2 separate regions of the Sus scrofa genome follow, and region 1 is linked to region 2. Evidence: chromatin contacts called from public Hi-C data. All regions are on one chromosome and are shown on one strand. Each heading gives the region's core, a stretch centred on a gene start, on an enhancer-like site or on the middle of the called end of the contact. The rest is flanking DNA. Distances are from core to core; before and after follow the strand shown. Region 1 holds the start of RNF139 (E3 ubiquitin-protein ligase RNF139). Region 2 holds the start of TATDN1 (TatD DNase domain containing 1).

Region 1 (3,059 bases), core at 555-3,054, 69 kb after region 2:
GATCAGCATATGATCATTACGATACCATTCTGTATCTGGACTGCAGCTGTGCTGAAGAGGAAAATGAATGAGGCCTGATGTCAGAAGACTTAAAGCTAGGCTCTGGCAACCAATTACTTACAGTGTATCAAACGCAAAACACAACCTCTAGGACCCTAAGTTTCCTCATTTGTAAACCACCACCACCCACCCTTCTTTGAGGGATTTTTGTAGTTTGGGTTAGATAACACTAGTGAAAACGCACTGCAAAAGTACCAAACAAAGGCAAAGTGCTGCTATTTACTAAAAGCAAAGCTCACCATTACCACACTTTCTTTTAAAAGGAGGAAAAAACCTGCAACAGATGGCTCCCCATTCAGAAAGGCCTGGTAAGGATCTCACCAGCAGCTCATCCTAGCAACACTTCAAAAGCACTACCCCACTAAAAGCTGACACAAGAATTACCTCATCAACAAAATTCGCCAAGTTTCAATTACTTAAAAAATTCTAAGCATAAACGTTTCTCACTCTGGGAGTGCAAGTGAAGATAGGGAGGGAAGTATAAGATGTTTTTAACATTCCATTCGTACACGACGAAGACAATGATTTTCAGAAGTGTCATCACTTCCTAGCCACGTTTTTATAACCGTTCTCAGTATCTTCCCTATTCGCGGGAAATTTTAGGACTCATTATAAGTACTGCCTGCTTCACGAGGATTTTTGGTAATGGTTTCAAGGTCTGACATTCGAAACCTTGTCTCCTCCGTTTGGATGTCATTTAAATGGCAACATAAGAGTACTCTGCATTTTGGAAACCGGGAAACTGAGGCCCAGGCTTTGGCTCCACGAGCCCAAGGTCACGCACTGCGAGACGGGGCAAAAACAGTTGCTGTTTTTCCAAAGCTGTCGCATAGGACGCGGTAAACCAGTACTCATTTCCCAAGAGAAACAGCAGGCTCAAAGCCGCACGCTCACACATTGATGTTTTCTCCCAGCCCTTAGAGGCAAAAATGAACAGGAGGCTGAGTCGCTGGGAGGACTGCTCCGCTGTCAAGTCTGAGACAAGTGTCATCTCCTCCCCTGGCTTGCAAAGACGCCCCCGGGGGGGGCTGGTGTGTGTACATACACACATACACACACACACACCCTGCGCGCGGCCGCCCGCCCGCTCCCTGCAGCACGTCTCGGCCCAGCGGGCAGTCTCCGGACGCAGGCTACCCAGTCCCCCTTACCAAAGAGCCGGAGGAAGACCTGGAGCCCGAAGCAAAACCGGCTTTGGCTGGAATCGTAGTAGGAGTTGAAGATGGCGTCGATGATGTAAAGGCAGGGCACCCGGAGCGCCACTTCGAGCGCCGCCCAGACCTGCTGATGGGCCATCCGCACCTGCTGCTGCGGGGGCCCCACCGCCGCCATGAGCCGCTGCCACACCGGGGCTGGGCGGGCCCGGCAGGGCCGCGTGGGGCAGGGCCCGGGACGCCGGCTGGGGGCGGAGGCGGGCGACTCCGCCCCGCCCTCCCTCCTCTCGAGTCTTTCTCACGGCCCGCCCCGCCGCCCGCTCGCGTCTCTCGAGCTGGAGCAGGCGGCGGAGGCGGCGGCTGAGGCTGCGGCGGCGGCTTCCGGGAGGCCTCTGGGTGTCGGTGTTTCCGGCCGGCTATCGCCTGGCTCCTCCCCCCTCCACCGCCTCCCCCGCCCGCGGAGCCACCATCTTGACCTCGCCCGCCTGCCTCTGCCGTTGTTGCTGTTGCCAGGCCGGGAGGCTGCGCTCGCGGTTACGCGAGACCGCGGAGCCCGCGCGCCGACGTCGCGTCATAATCCGGCGCTTGGAACGCTCCCCATTCGGTCATCACGCTCGTCGTACCAGACGTCCCTGAGCGTTGCCGCGGTTCCCGCCCACCTCCGCGGCTGCGCCGTCGTCACGGCTTTGGGCGCCACCTGTTGGCGCAGACGCTCTTCCGCAGCCGCGCCCTCTGGCCTCAGAGTGGCCGCGTCACCCACGGCGGTGAAGGCTCAGTGAGGGATTGGGCCGCGGGAGGGAATTATTAGTCGCTCTACTAGAGACCATTAAACGTCCCGTAAACATGATATAGAGCTGCTAGGAAGGAGGAAAGACAAAGGGCGCCGAACGTCAGACCTACCCCACCCCACCCAAAGGCGGGATCCGAGCTGCTGACTCTTCGGGGAAGATGCTGCAAGGCCGTTTGGGGACCTGTTGGAGGCATCGCCGCATGCGCAGTGCTGAGTGGCTGCTGTTTTGGGTTGGGCTGGGTGCGGTAGGCATTACCAAGGAAAGTAGCCCTCGCATCCCTCTGCGCATCAACTTTCCTGTTTCCTACCCGATTGGTTACAACTGCGGACACTTGCTGGCCACATTTTACTAATATCAAGGGCCACTGTAACTTAAGGGCAAGAATTCTGGCCTCTTCGTTTCTAACCTTTGAGGTATGCACGCCCAGGCAGTCCGTTCTTTCTCAGGGCAGAAGAAGCCATTCTTTTTTGTAGGGAATCAGAACATGCCACCCCAAAGTATGCCACTTTGACATGATTATGTTTGAGTTGAAGACAGTTGAGAAACAGAAACAAAAAACTCTCCACCTCAGCACTTAACCGTCCTCCCATTTGCCTAAAAAGCGAACATAAGTTTCCATTTTGTAAAGGTGACTCCCTCTCCTTTACCAAAAGGAAACTTGTAGACTCAGTCACAAGTCTTACCAATCCTTATCTTTATTAGTTTCCCCCACATACTTACCTTACACAAGTTTGCCACCCCTAAAAGCCTAAACTCCTTTTCCTTTGTCTTATCACTTCTCTACAATGCACTGTTCTTTGTTAAGAAGCTTTATAAGCCCCAAATTGTAGCCACCTGAGTTGTCGATCACTTAGTTTCTCCAAGCCTGTATACACCGGAGAAACTTGTTATTCTCCTGTTAATCTCTTTTGTTGGTTTAGTTTTAGGGTCCCAGCAACAAACCTAGGAAGGAAAAGATCTAAATTTGTTGCCTATACATGTAATTAATATAACCTGGCTATCCTTTCTGTTCCTTAACCAGCAGGAGTGTAAGTTAGGTCAGAGTCTTAATTAT
Region 2 (2,796 bases), core at 265-2,764:
AGCCACAGCAAAGCAGGATCCAAGCCGAGTCTGTAACCTACACCACAGCTCACAGCAATGCTGGATCCTTAACCCACTGAGCAAGGCCAGGGATCGAACCCACAACTTCATGGTTCCTAGTCGGATTCGTTAACCACCGAGCCACGATGGGAACTCTATATGTAGAATTCTTGACGGCTCAACTTCCTTCCTTTTTATATAACTGATAATTCTCCATGTTATCTATTTGTTTATAGGTCCATCTTCCCCATTTATCCACTAGTTGCTACAGATGAGAAAGAAGCCTTATAGGCTTATTTATGCATCAGTCAGCATACACCTGGAATGCAAATTCTGTCAGATGAATGAATAAGGAGAAATTAGGGAAGTAATTAATCTTACAACCTTGAACCTGGCCATCTTCCTACTTAGCAAAGAGAAGTAGGTCAATGACTTTACAATAAGCCCATATATGCAATCAAGGATCCTTTCCACAACTCTTCCAGATGTACTCAGTTTCTCATTGTTTAGAGGTTTTTCTCAAAGGCCCTTCTTTGTGGGACAAGGTTTTAGGATTTGGCTAAGGGAGTGGAGGTCTGGCATTCACACATTTTGGGTTGTCACCCCACCATGCATTGCGTGTAGGTCACAAAAATCTGTATGTTTTATGAATATGTTCTATGACTAATCTTAGATGAAGAGAGAGAGATGATGAGAATTCATGCAATGTGAAGATAATAAAAAGGAATGGATGAAGCTAAAACAAGAAAAGCTGATGGGAAGGATAATGATGCTTTGTGGTTAAGACACCTGAGTTTTAATCCTGGCTGGCCACTTACCAGATTCAGGGCCTTGAACAAATTACTCTCTAGCTTCTCTCTCCTCATCTATAAAATAAGGCCAAATAATCCCTAACTCCCAGAGTTGTGAGGACAAGAGAAAATATGCATAGATTATTACTGCTAATATTAGGAACGAGAAGGTCATGAAGAAAACTATTACTTAGTGAACGCCGGAGGCACTTTCTTAATCGACATGCCACCCTCGACACTGGGTCCTGTGTCCATTTTCCTGATCAGAAAAGTGAGGCCTGGGCCAAATAAGCAATTCTTCAAGGTCTCGCGCACCTGCGGGCGACGAAGTCTGCATTCGAACCCGGGTCTACGCGGGGGCTCTGTGGGTCGAGACGTCGCCTTCCACCCCGTTCCCGAAGTCCTTGACACCTCTCTCCCCTCCCCCCGGGTCACTAGGGCCTTTCGGCCTCCGTGGAGGCCTCCGCCTCACCTCCCCGCGCCGTGGGTCCCCCTCTCTCACCTGTGGACGCACCACGACTCCAGGTGGCGCAGCGCCCGCTTATAAAGCCGCAGCACCTTCTGCTGGTGGGTCAGGTAGGCCGCCGGCGCCGAGAAAGCCATGACGGCCCGCTCACCTTCAGCGGCCGCGGGCGCTGCCGGAAAACGAGGGGTGGGGCTTCCCCGGAAGGGCGGGGCGAGCGGCGGCCACTTCCGCTTCCGCCGGGGAGGAGCCAGGGCTGCAGTCATGAGCCGGTTCAAGTTCGTGGGTAAGACTTTTCCTGGATCTTTGGCCTTGCAATCCTCAGGCGTCGCCCACCGCCGCCGGAGGGCCCAGGATGTGAGCTCTCCGGCTCTTTGCGGGTTGAAAGTGCACCCTATGGAAGAGGGCGCGGGGAGGTTTCTGGGTGCTAATAATGTTCAGGATCGCGGTTTGGGTGCTGGCTTCACGGGTGTGCTTATTTGTGGAAATTCACGAGCTGCATTATGATTTATGCTTTTCCCAGCATGCGTTGTATTGAATAAAAAGATAAAAGGAGGCAGAGCTACCAAAAAAACCCCAGAAGGCCAGTCCCTAGCTGACCCTCCATCCCTTCTGCACCTCCCGCCTTTTCCCGTCTCCGCGGTGGAGAGGAGGATAGCTTCGAGGCACCCGTTTATTCGCTAATTCGTGCGTTCATATCGCAGTTACTGAACGACCCTGGTTCGACCCTGGTTTGCCCGGCACCGGCCTAGGAATACAGGCCAGGTCCCTGCTCTGCTGTCATCCCCATCTGGTGGGGAAACTGACGGCATAAATAGCGGGAAGAGAAACAAGTTCTATTACCTGACAAGTACGGTAATCCATTCAGCATGGGTAGAACAAGAGAGGGAAAATGCGACAGAAACTAAAGGAATAAGCATACTTGTATCAGGCATTTACAAGTATGGGACAGTGTGAGAGCTAGGATTGGAAGGGTAACTTGGGACTCGAATGTCTTGATGAGGTTAATTTTACTGTGTATAGAGTAGAGCCTCGCTGAAGACTTTTCACCAGGAGCATTCATTAAGTAAATCATTGAGGGCCAGTACATATTGGGGGCCCTGGGCTATGGGATACAGCAGTGGGTAAAGCTGGGCATGATCCTTGTTTTTGTGAAGTTTCCAGCTACTTGAAGGTGGAAAATGACAGTGATCACATCTCTGCTTTAGTACAGTAATCCTGACAGCTGTTAGGTTTGGTGGGGCGTAGGGAGAGGCAGAGAAGCATTTCAGAGCTTGAACTACGACACCGGAAACGGGAGAGACAAAGAGAAGAGAGATACGTATGCAGCGTTTAGCAGCTGAGTGTTTATGTCAGATAAAGGAGAGAACAGAGATGATTCAGGGTTGGGATAAATAACCTAAATGTGAAATGGAAACGTAATGGGAGTGGCTGGGTGCTACAGCAAGATCCGTTTGGATTCGGTTAAGTTTCAGACTCTTATAGGACCTTTTGGGTAGAGATATTTACTGAGCAATTGGAAATGTCTGGCACTCAGGAGAG

The links. Hi-C and Micro-C count contacts between places; a contact is called where the count stands out from the background.
Region 1: a contact with region 2 is called in a Hi-C map of liver, with 3 times the contacts expected there. The contact joins the promoter of RNF139 here to the promoter of TATDN1 in region 2. A contact is called at or near these places in 3 of 5 promoter capture datasets (fetal liver and liver), 23 of 47 Hi-C or Micro-C datasets (alveolar macrophages, blood, brain and 11 more) and 2 of 2 datasets of contacts at active chromatin or transcription factors (alveolar macrophages and skeletal muscle).

What each region holds. Positions count from the first base shown.
Region 1 is chr4:15,180,716-15,183,774 of Sscrofa11.1, forward strand. RNF139 (E3 ubiquitin-protein ligase RNF139) reads right to left here and starts at 1,805. Exons shown (of 2, transcript XM_001927531.7): 1 at 1,212-1,805. The coding sequence starts at 1,392. The region is part of intron 1 of TRMT12 (tRNA wybutosine-synthesizing protein 2 homolog); the gene reads right to left.
Region 2 is chr4:15,111,832-15,114,627 of Sscrofa11.1, forward strand. TATDN1 (TatD DNase domain containing 1) reads left to right here and starts at 1,515. Exons shown (of 12, transcript NM_001244525.1): 1 at 1,515-1,540. The coding sequence starts at 1,519. It overlaps NDUFB9 (NADH dehydrogenase [ubiquinone] 1 beta subcomplex subunit 9), which reads right to left and starts at 1,450. Exons shown (of 4, transcript XM_013996497.1): 1 at 1,294-1,450. The coding sequence starts at 1,394.